Linked DNA regions of Dromaius novaehollandiae: region 2 is linked to region 1. A link is a contact called in public Hi-C data. All regions are on one chromosome and are shown on one strand. The core of a region is the stretch at or near the end of the contact, and the rest is flanking DNA. Distances in the headings are between cores, read along the strand shown.

The links. A called contact is a pair of places that touch in the nucleus more often than the background predicts.
Region 2: a contact with region 1 is called in a Hi-C map of brain, with 11 times the contacts expected there. The contact joins two enhancer-like sites. A contact is called at or near these places in 3 of 4 Hi-C or Micro-C datasets (brain, liver and ovary).

What each region holds. Positions count from the first base shown.
Region 1 is chr3:97,941,660-97,947,142 of bDroNov1.hap1, forward strand. No RefSeq gene overlaps it. Among named protein-coding and RNA genes, the nearest start is that of TMEM247, 36 kb to the left of the region's middle. Within about 2 kb of position 3,037, at least 2 of the 2 cell types and tissues checked have open chromatin away from gene starts, as enhancers often do.
Region 2 is chr3:98,213,070-98,218,552 of bDroNov1.hap1, forward strand. It overlaps PRKCE (protein kinase C epsilon), which reads right to left. Exons shown (of 15, transcript XM_026121196.2): 6 at 4,131-4,263; 7 at 1,093-1,235. Among named protein-coding and RNA genes, the nearest start is that of EPAS1, 160 kb to the left of the region's middle. Within about 2 kb of position 2,197, at least 2 of the 2 cell types and tissues checked have open chromatin away from gene starts, as enhancers often do.

The sequences.
Region 1 (5,483 bases), core at 1,787-4,286:
CTTAAAATATGCCCAGCTAAAAAGGGGGTATTCTTAATTTCTATGTCTGACAGGGCTAACTTTTCAAGGGTGAAATAGGTTATCTTCTGTGTTCTTTCTGTATAGTGAACAATCCTGTCGATGCTTGAACATGCCAAGCTTATGTTCTCTTACCCCACCAGTGTTGGAGAACATTCTCAAGGTAGTAGGAGCATATTCTTTTAGAAGCCTAGAGGGGGTGGAAAGTAACTAAGGCCTCGATCCTTAACTCAGAGGTACTGAATCTGTAGTTAATCTAATAGAAAGAGTTTTAGGAGCATCCTTTGCTAAGGTGCTTTAGACTAGGCAAAGGTAGAGTAAATTTTCTAAGACTGGTTATTCTTCTGACACTTTGCTACCATCTGAACTATAACAAGTGCTATTCTGATTGGATCTAACCTAGAATTATTGCTGCAAGGTTTAGCCTAGATTTTGAATTTGTACGTAAGCTTCAGTTTCTGAAATCCTGTGGTAGATTATGGTTCACTTAGCTCTTCTGTACCAAAAATGGAAATAACTAGCTAGCCAGATATCAGTAATGTTTTTTATTATATCTTACTACATTTTAAAGACCAGGGCAGTCTGAAAGGACTTATGCAGAGAGGTCTGGAACATTTTCTGGTATTTCCAGACTCCAGAGAAGTCAAAGCATGTTTCAGGTGAGGCACTGGGCTGAGCTTACTCTCTTGTCCCCACTTTTTGCTGGAGAGGAAAAGCAGCTGCAGGACAGGCAGATCAGCCTATCTTTTAGCCTCTGCTCCACCAAGGTGTTAGGTCTGATGTGGCTGTGTCAGAGTCCTCCTTTGTCCAGGATCTTCTGCCACCTGACATCCTCCTGGTTCCTTCTTTTCAATTCGAGAAGGAAGGAAGAAGCAGGCATGGTTTCTACAAGAATATTTCTCATACTGTCCAAATAGCTTTCTGTTCTCACCCTTCCTGCAATGATTCTCTTGCTCAACATTCATTGCTACCCCCTTGGTGTCATTTTTCATTCAAAGAGATCCCAGTCTTGATCTACCTTTTCCCTCCCTGTTTATTCTCTTCAGGCTTATTAGCGTCTGGATCACCAATGCTCCTCCACATCAAGCTCCAGCTTCAGGCAGAGGCAGATGGGGACAAGGAGCAAGTGGGAGAGGACAAGGAGGCAGTAGCCTGGTGGAGTGGAAGATTTCTTCCAAAAAGGCTGGGAATGATTGCTCCAGGAGATGCATTGAATGTCAGAATTTTGCCTTACTCTCTCTTGCAGTATCAGGGCAACATCTAGAGGCTTTTGATCTTCTGAAGGACAGTGTCCTCAGGGTCTTCTTCTATGGTGATGGGAGGCTGCCTTTATCAAGTTTGTAAGATAGTTTAGTTGGCCAGTGACAGGCAGGCTCATGTGAAATGTACCCCCTTGAAGTAATTGCCCCAGGTGGTTGTTCAGAAGGCTTCTGTGGTAGATTGAAGCTACAGAGTGCCCTGTCTGAGAGAGAAAATGAGAGAGACCCAATGCCAGTGTGAAGACCATTTTTATAAGAAGAAAAACGGGGAGGAAAAAGGTAGATCAAGACTGGGATCTCACAGTGGGGTGCAGCTAAAGATTGCATCATGAGATAAAATGTTTGCTAGTCAAAACAGGCAGCAGACATATAACTTGCTAAGCCCCTGGAACTGCTTACTGATATCTGGTTTCCTGTGTGGTTCCTGGTGTCTAATAACATGGTTGAGCTCTGGCTGCAGTCTGTCCCCCCATGAGGGTATAAAGGCTGTCCTTCCTTTCCCTACCTATTGTCATGACTCTTACAAGACCTTAATATCCCTGAGACCTCTGTCTGTCTCTCCAAATGTGGTTGAAATCATGCAGCTAGATTAAAAGAAAAAGAAAAAAAGAGGAAAAAAACCACCACCACCCCCACTCTGATGAGAGGGGCAAGGAATATGGCAGAAATGACTGACTTGGTGGCTTCCACTTCAACAGAAGTGGAAAGACTTTTACAAGAGCTCAGCTTTTGCATTACTGAGCTCTTCTGAAATCTGATGACCTATTTTGATGTCAGACTGAAGGTAGCGCTCATCTGAAAACCCTTAGCCGCTATCTTTAAAAATCGTGTTTCATGCATGATATAAAAATGTCCTCAAATGAGCTATGTTCAAATTCATGCCTCATCTTCTCAGCTTCTAATTTGCAGGAAGCTAGTTGGGATTTTTTTTATCTGAGATATTTCCCCTGTGTCAAATGTGATTGAAATTGGCTAGCAGATTGAAAAAGTAGTAGGACAGGCTCTAAAAATGTACCTTGCTGCTTTAGAAAAGGAGTAAAAATCTAGCAGAGTTCAGGGATAGTCTTGTAAATGCTCTTCTTTCCCCTGCTGGAAATAAGCTGACAACTTAAAGCCTGTTTGACTTTGCTGACATACAGGCGAATACAGAAGTAAGACTGGAAATTTACAGGGAAAGGCGAAGTGTCCTCTTTCCGCTCAGCCTCACGGAGTGTTCTCCAAAAGGTGGCAGTCTCTGCTAGCAGGAGGGTGTTGCTCTCTGGCAGATGGATGGTTTTCCTTAAGGTTCATTCAGTTGTGAGTTGTGTGTTGGTTTTCTTCCTCCCCTCCTCCCCCATAACCTTTATCTTTCAAGTGAGACCAGCAGCCTGTATATTTGACAAATATTTGTCTAGTACTGTAAATGCATACAGACTTTAAAATGACCTTTGAGTTAAACCAGAGCAATTCCCACACAAAAGGAATTAGTTCTAGTTATTTTTTTTCTTAAAAGCTGTATAAACAGAAATTATTAGAATGCATGCTGTGAGTGCTACATCTCCGCCTCTGTGGCTGAAGCTCCACAACTTTTTTTTAAATGTCGTCACAGCTACAACCGGTCCCTAAATACCGTGCCAAAGGCCCGCTCCTGTGCTCTCCCGTTAAGCAAAACTTCTTGACTTCTGACCCCGAACTGAGTGAGCGCTGGAGACCTGGAGGGCTGTGTCATCATTCAGCCTCGGTGCAGCTGGCAGCCTTTCCTAAACGCCAGCGTTGCTCTGATGGCGCTGTGTTTTACTTCCCGAGCCGGCTGCTCAGGTCGGGCTGTTCCCAGCGGCACTGCCGGGCGTGCGGCAGCTGTGATGAGCCTGGGGGTTCTCTGGCCAGCCCCAGCCAGCCGACAACGTGGGGCTGGGGGGAAAGAGTTCATACCCTCATGTCTCCATCCCTCCTGTCCCCCCCCCCCCCCCCTGCATCCTGATACACATGATTTCCTCATCTGGTTCTCCAGTCCTCTCCCTGGAGAGCTCACAATGAATCTAAGGAAAGGAGTGGAAAATGCCTAAAGAAGCAGCTAATTCTGTCCTTCCATTTGGGGACAAGAAACCCAAGTTTACCTCCTGGGACATTCTCCAAGGCATGCACTGGTTGTTGCTTAAAAACAAATGGAAAACAGACTTTACAGAATGGACCTTTTGCAGTCTGGAGCCTGGCAATTATATTTCAGCGCCCTTTTGAGATCAGGTTAAATTAGCAAGGATATTCTAGAAATGTAAATTCACTGGGCCTGATCTCTTTTCTACTGTTCAGGCACTCTAAAGGAGCTTTGTATTTACAGCACAACAATTTCCATGTCTGTCTGGATGGAATAAGAGGATCTTCATATGAATAATAATTCAAACTAGCATGGTTCTGTTAGAATTTGCATTTAACATCACAGAAATGTTTTTATCGGTGACTCTGTTCCCCGACTGCCTTCTCTCTTTTCTCAAAATATTCACTGCTTAACAAATTTGATTTGTCTTCACTCAAAAGCTAGATGATTTAGAGTGAGAACCTGTTGTGTTTTGTTGTTTGTTTGTTTGTTTAAAGAATGAGTTTGTCTGCCAGACCCTGAGGAATCGAGGAGAGTATCTGAATTTTGCACTTATCACTCCTGATTTTCAGAGACGCTTTGGTTCCGCTGTTGTCCACACTGAAGCTTCCCAGGATGGAATAAATAGACAAAAGCTGACAGCACAGAAAACGGCTAAGGGTTGTTTCACATCAGAAAAGATAGAGCAGAAATAGAGAAGATTCAGAGCAGAGCAGCAGTGATTATCGAAGGTAGGGAACAGCTTCTGTACTATGGTGGATTAGCTTGGGACTGCTTTTTGTGGAAAGAAGCCACCGAGAAAGGATGTGACAAAAATCTTTCAATGCCACAAGCAAGGAGATGATGAATTGATTGTTTACTGCTTCTTGCAATATGAGACCCAGAGGGCATTAAAAACTTTAGGCTTAGGTTCAAAGCAACAAACAGTGGTTTGTAGCAGTATCTAAGCTGTTGAGCAGAGGCTGGGGATGCTACAAGTTCACCTGGCTTCAGGAGTTCTAGATTTAAGGAGTCTCACAGCTGCGAATTGTGTTGACACTGGGAGAATAATCTGGGAAAATCTTACCACATGCTCGCTCTAGTCTTACATTTTCCCTAAGCATCCGGTATATGCCAGTCTCAGAGAGGCTGCAGAGACTGATGTGACGAAAAGATGGTCACATCCAGTATGGGTGTTGTGATTGTGCTGGTGTGGTTTTTAAATACTATAGTTAAAATAATAATTTTTCACATGGATAAGAACCAGTTTGAAAGTCAAAATAGTATGATTTTTGAAGCTTTTTGAAAAAGTAATCATGACTTCTAACTAATTTTCCTCCTCTCTACAAAAATATTTCAAATGAGTAATAGGAATTTAGATGATGATTTCACAATCAGTGTAGAATTTTCCCTCCTTCCTGCCTTTTTTCTTTTTACCCTCCCCATCTTCTTGGCTTGGCATGTTGTAATTCCTCACTGGGGGCCAGATTCTGGGAGTTGAGTGTCCCAACTCCCACAGAAAGTTTCCTGGAGGCATTTGGCAGGGGAAACCCCCACAGCTTTCTCTATTACAGAACTTGAGGTTTTTCTTTTTTGTTTTGTTTAACTGATCACATTCTGGAGCATTTGTTTTGCTCATGTCTTGATTAAACCAAAAAAGGAAGGAAAAAACCAGCTATAGTGGTTCCTCCTTTGTGGATAGGAGTACAATGTCTGTGTTGGCCATGCGCACACTGCAGAGTGTTATTTAAATGCAGACAAGCTGCCACTGGCATTGAAGTCATTCATGAAATTGTTCCCATTAAGGTTTAAAAAAATCTCCTTTACCTTCTTTCCCAGTTAAGCTCTTTGTTTATATTTGTCAGTTGTGTTCTGGACCCAATGAAGCAGGAGAAACCTACTTGGTTAGATGCTATTTAAGCTTTCCAGGCTGGTGGTAGACCAGTAATCTTTGTCTTGAAGATTTTGTGCTTAAATTAATTGAGAATGTCCCTTCTTAAAAATAACAACAACAAAAAACCTAGTCCAGCTACAACTTACAAGGCATTAATAAAGTTATATAAGTATAATTTTTTTTTGTTATGATGTTTATATAATCTACTAGGAAGTAAATTTCCTAATAAGATAAGGAAAGGAATGAATGTTAAATACAC
Region 2 (5,483 bases), core at 947-3,446, 270 kb after region 1:
CTCCCTGGCTGGACCACAACCCATACAACATATGGCATCTCTTCAAACACAGACCAGACTATAAACAGAAAAAGAGCCAGAAATTCAGAAAAATGAAAGTTCTTAAGAAGAATTAAATGTAATAATCATACTCAGTGAGCAGGAAAGTTTTTGAATAGCCACCCTGAGCCTGTGTATAAATCTATCTGGTAAATACATTTAACTACATCAAATATCAACAAGCACTACAAACTCACTAATGAAATAAGAACATGGCAATTTGCTTTCTCAGGAGTCACAGTTCAATTTATTTATTTCTGAGTTTTCTATGTTTCTGTATCATTTTCAAGGAGTGTACAGGGGGGCCAAGAGTGCAATAACCAGGAAAATGAGGCTACAGCAGAACAGAGAGACAATATTTTATGAAAGTATGGTAAAATTTCTCTATTTCTGTAAGTGAGAGCAATGGTTCTGTTGTCACAACCATGCAAACACAGATAGAAAGTGTGGTCAAATTCTCATCCAGGATACACATTATGAAAACAGAATAGTTCCATCAAATTTGGATGTACACAAGGTGACCTATACTTCCTGCTCCAAGAACAACAGCCTAGTTCTTCCTATAACAGTGACGATAACTCTGGATCCAATTAACTCTGGAACCACCAGCTGACAAACAGTTCCTCTTTATGAGAGTCAGCATACTGGTCATTTATCAGCATTTATGAACATTATCGTGAAGTAGTGTAGTGTTTCAACCAATCAGTTTTTCCACACCAATTCTGAGACAGATAGTCATTTATGTTTTCACGAATGGTTGTGTCGGACCTTGTCTTTCTGTCAAATCTTCCTCCTCATTTAAAGAGAGTAAATCTTTCCAGGCTATATAGCCTCCAGGTTTGCAAAACTCTACTACATCAAAATAAATTTCACAATGAAATTCAGAATAGATGATCTGCATGTATAAATCAAGAACCAAAATCTCAGTCCTGCATTGATCTAAAAAAAAAATTTTTGTGCAAGTCAAGTGAGCGGGATTCCACCCTAACTATTAAAGTTAAAATGAAGACAGGCTTATCTCACTTTTTATGCGACACTAAATAGTTAAATTACCTTTTTCCGTCTCTGCCCACTATTAGTAATCTTATCTGGAGTGACTCCAAGATCTGCAAGAACTTTAGCTATGCCTCTAGCATCCACTCCGCAGTTTGGTGCCACATTTGTTTCACAGCGTCGATGTACATTCATCTTGCAAACTGCAGCGAAATGTGTCAGGAAAAAAAAATCTTAAGTAAATGAAATATTACCTTAGCATGCATTTTGTCTCACTTAGATCAGACCTTATTGGATCTAACAATATCTTTTTCAAACACAATGCAATTTCAGTAGAAAAATATTTAGCTGGATTTACAATGGCACTTGGAATGGAAATATAAAATGATTAACCTGGTTATCATTCTTCTGCTACGAGCATCCAGAACAGTGGCTTCAGACAGTCCCCAAAACAGACATGGGAACAAAAGAAAACACTTAATGATTCTATAAATCTTAAATAGAGTTCGAACTACAAAAAACCTTCAGAGCTTAGATTTTATAACCATTCACTGCTCTCACTCTGTCAGAGCAACGTAAGTCCTTCATATTATTAATGCCTCTTACTCTATTTTACTCAAGAAGATTAACTCCTGCTATAGTCAGGCATAAAATCAAGAGTGTTTTATTAGAAGTCTATAGCACTATCAAACTGCCTCTGTCTTTAGATCACAATCCATTTACTACGGTCTTCCTCTTAAATACCTTCACTAGCATATTAGTAAGGGGAAAAAAGTTACATTGCTTCCCGGTGTGGGGGAGAACACATCTGATCCATTACAAATAACAGAGAATGATTTTGTCAGGAGTCAGGGAACACCTTTTATCTTAGACTTCACTGCCCTCTTGTGGAACAAGGCATAAAGAAAGCAAAACTCCCAAGTGTAATAAAGTACTATATTAACACTCAGTCGGTCAAATTTCTCACTTCATTACTTTCATTAGACAAAAAAAATCAAAAAAGGTATGTATTTCTAAAGCTATATTTTTATTATATTGTTAGCCAACAAAGTTTTCAACAGAGTTTTAACGAGATTAAAAACAGCTGTGCGCATAGGCATTATTTATGAGGTAACCATAAGCACTTCAGAAAGCAGGTGCCTTTGATTTTCAAGTGCCTTTCTGCTCACCAGAATAACAAGAAGAAATTGCTATGCATCGTATTTTCAAGGCAAGTGTATCTGGTGACCAAAGCTTAGTGGCAAGTCAAATATTTGACTTGAGACCCGTAATAGCAGACATACAGGAACTGAACTGCTTGAAATAAAGAAAGCAGGAAAATTTTGTATACTCCAACTCCATGCAAATGTTTTGTAAAAAGAAGTACAGGAATAAGCAGTGAAAAAATACAGGAATAATTGCCTGGAATACGCTTCTCATGATGCTATGCATCTGGAGATGCTATGCATCTGGTGATGCTATTGCACTGGACATGCAAGTACATCTCTGAAGAAGGGAGCACTGTTCGACAATTGTTAAGAGAGAAAACAAAGCACAGGGAAAATTACATTTCCAGCTCAGATGAGTTCTAGATTTCATGCAGACCATGCCATATTTTGTAGGCACAAATTTTATGACCATATAGAAAGCAACATAGGCTCTCTGAACTAGTGTTTGTATGCATCTCCTATACTGTATATTCATACACGAGATAAACATTATTTCCAACAGTTAACAGAAAATGAGCCAGTATGGTACTTGAGAGAGAATATGACAACAAACTAATGTATTCACAGATTAAGCAGAGAGATACTATAGCTTTGATTAAAAATTAAAGAGCAAAAGAATCGGGTTTAATTGAAAAATCTTCTCTGAACATAGCTCCACTATAATTAAGATAGCTTTTGAATAAAATCTTTAATAATAGTGAAGTAACAGTATTTAGAGTCTGACATTATATCACTGAGCACTAGCTGGAACCACAGGGGAAGGCTTAAACTCCAGAATGCTCTTTATCATGTATCACTTTGTCATGAGACAATCTTCTTTCCCTTGCTGGTCAGCAATTTGTGACTTGAAACATTAGGTCACAAATAATTCACATATAATTATGTCTTATATCGAATAACTGCAAAAGATAAATTTTATTAATAGATTACAGGGTTTTCCACATACACAACTCAGTGTTTCTGCCCCTTAGAAGAGCACATAATGTCTTTTTTATATTTATGAATATGAACCTACCCATTCATAAAGGTGCCATAATATGAAAATGTTTATAATTCCATTAGGTACTACTTCCTAAGGATCTGACATAATCTTCAGGACATCATTTGCATAAATGCACTAATTACAGCAATTTACTCATTATTTTAAAAACATTACATTTCTTTGCAAGTGTATGTACTGTTTTCTCCTCATTTTAGAATATATATCTCTGCTTCAAACAAGGAAATATGTATCCAACTGTTTCTATTAGTTTCCTTCAGAAACTTCATAAGCAGTCCAGTATATATAATCCATGAGCTACAGAACGTGATGAATCCTTTCCTTTCTGAACAGAGGGGCTAGGCAGATTATCACAAAGCATGATTTAGCTAGATATAAAAAAACCTCATGTTCTGGGTATGGTGCAACATTTGTTCTGCCTAGCCTTCAATACATACAGTCATTTTTGAAGATGATAAAGGAAAAAAGCAGTGTAAAGTGGTACTGCATAAGCCATCCTACCAGAATAACAATTTCAAAAGTTTAACAACCACCACTACAACCCTGAGAACACTGAAGGCATATGAGCTGATGGGATGTAAATTGTCATGCTCCTAATTTTATGTCAACTTCTAATTTCCTATGTGGCAATAAACCTACACAGCTGCCAGTGCAGAATTTGTTTCTGCACCTTTGTTGTCTACATCCACCATTGGCTTGTATCGCATCTTACCACCATGGCAACACCCACAACATTCTGCTGTTTGCTTTCTATTAATTTCTGTACATCCTAGAAAGGACAGAATGATTTTATGGGAGTAACATAATTTTTGATTACAATAGGGAAGGTCTTTCCAAGTCTACTGCACTCACACAGAAACAAAGAAAAGCTCTGAAGTGGTAATCCTTACCTTTACATTGTAAACCTTGTCTCAAAAGACCCCAGAGCAATGAACCACAGTGGTCACAGAAGGTGGGCACTTTGTAATTGTGAATGCTGAACTTGTGAGGCATGTTGACGCTAAAACGCTGGGATCCCACTTGCTGAAAAAGGAAAACACAGCATATTTCATTCTAATTAATCTCTTTATAATCAGTGTACGCTGAGGCCCTGTTATGTTTTGAAACCCCACAGAATTCAGACAAGATGAAATAAGTCTGTGCTCAAATGATGATATTTTTATTGCATATGCTCCAGCCCCAGAGTTCTCACTGTTTTATTTGGGGAAAAGAAGGGGAAGGGCTGCTGTTGTCCAACAGATAAAGACTAAAGTCTGCTTCCTAGTACTTCTGGGAAAAACAAATACATAGCTATCAGGAAAGATCTGTTAATGTGGAAGGCAAGGAAGTCACTCCCAATTGTTTTAAGAGCAGGAGGCAGAGCTAATACAGGACTAAAAAAGAGAAATATATCACAACCCATTACTTTTTCATATCCCACTGTTCTTTAGGCTATGACAATGATAAAAAGAAATCATTACATTCAGGGACTCCAAGGTATGATTACTTACTAATTAAAGGATGTCATTCATAAGTTTTTACAGTGGCCACTGTATAGCAAGAGATTTATTTCAATGTTTTTCCTTCCCTTTCCTATTACCGCTGGCTTCCCTCCAGTGATCTAGTACCCCTTCTAAACAATGAGAGCATTGTATCAGCAAACCATACAAGCTTCCACCAGCCTGGAGCCTGGGAATATAAATATGTGCAAGATTTTATATCTTCCTGTGGGCACTGGGTACTACTCAAAAACAGGACTAGCCAGATACAGTCCTGTATCACAATTCTGTGCGAGAGATCAACTTTCAGACTTAAAATACAGTATTTCTTGGTTGTAAACCAGATACTCAAAAGTGCTTCCAGTATGAAAAATGGTAGTGAATTGCATGGGAAGAATGGGATCTGTTAAATGTCTAGACGAATTCATACCAAAGTTGTAATAGTGGCTCTACACACAGCTCTAACCGCTTACTATGCTTTTTCAGATCTATAAACATAGGATTTTAAAAAAAGAAACACAGAAATGTACTTTTTTTGCACTTTTTTCCTGTACCTTTCCTTTTTACCTTAGCTAATCCTATAGTGAAAGATAGTGAAAGATAGTACGGCCTTGTTATTGCACAAAACAGAACAGGATGGTGAGGATAGTGAGCTCTGATTAGCTTTTCCATTAAAACAAAAACAAACAAACAAACAACGTCTCTATAAGATAGGGCATTCACTGGCTACAGCTGAGGGCTACAGTTGTAAACCCCCCCCCAATC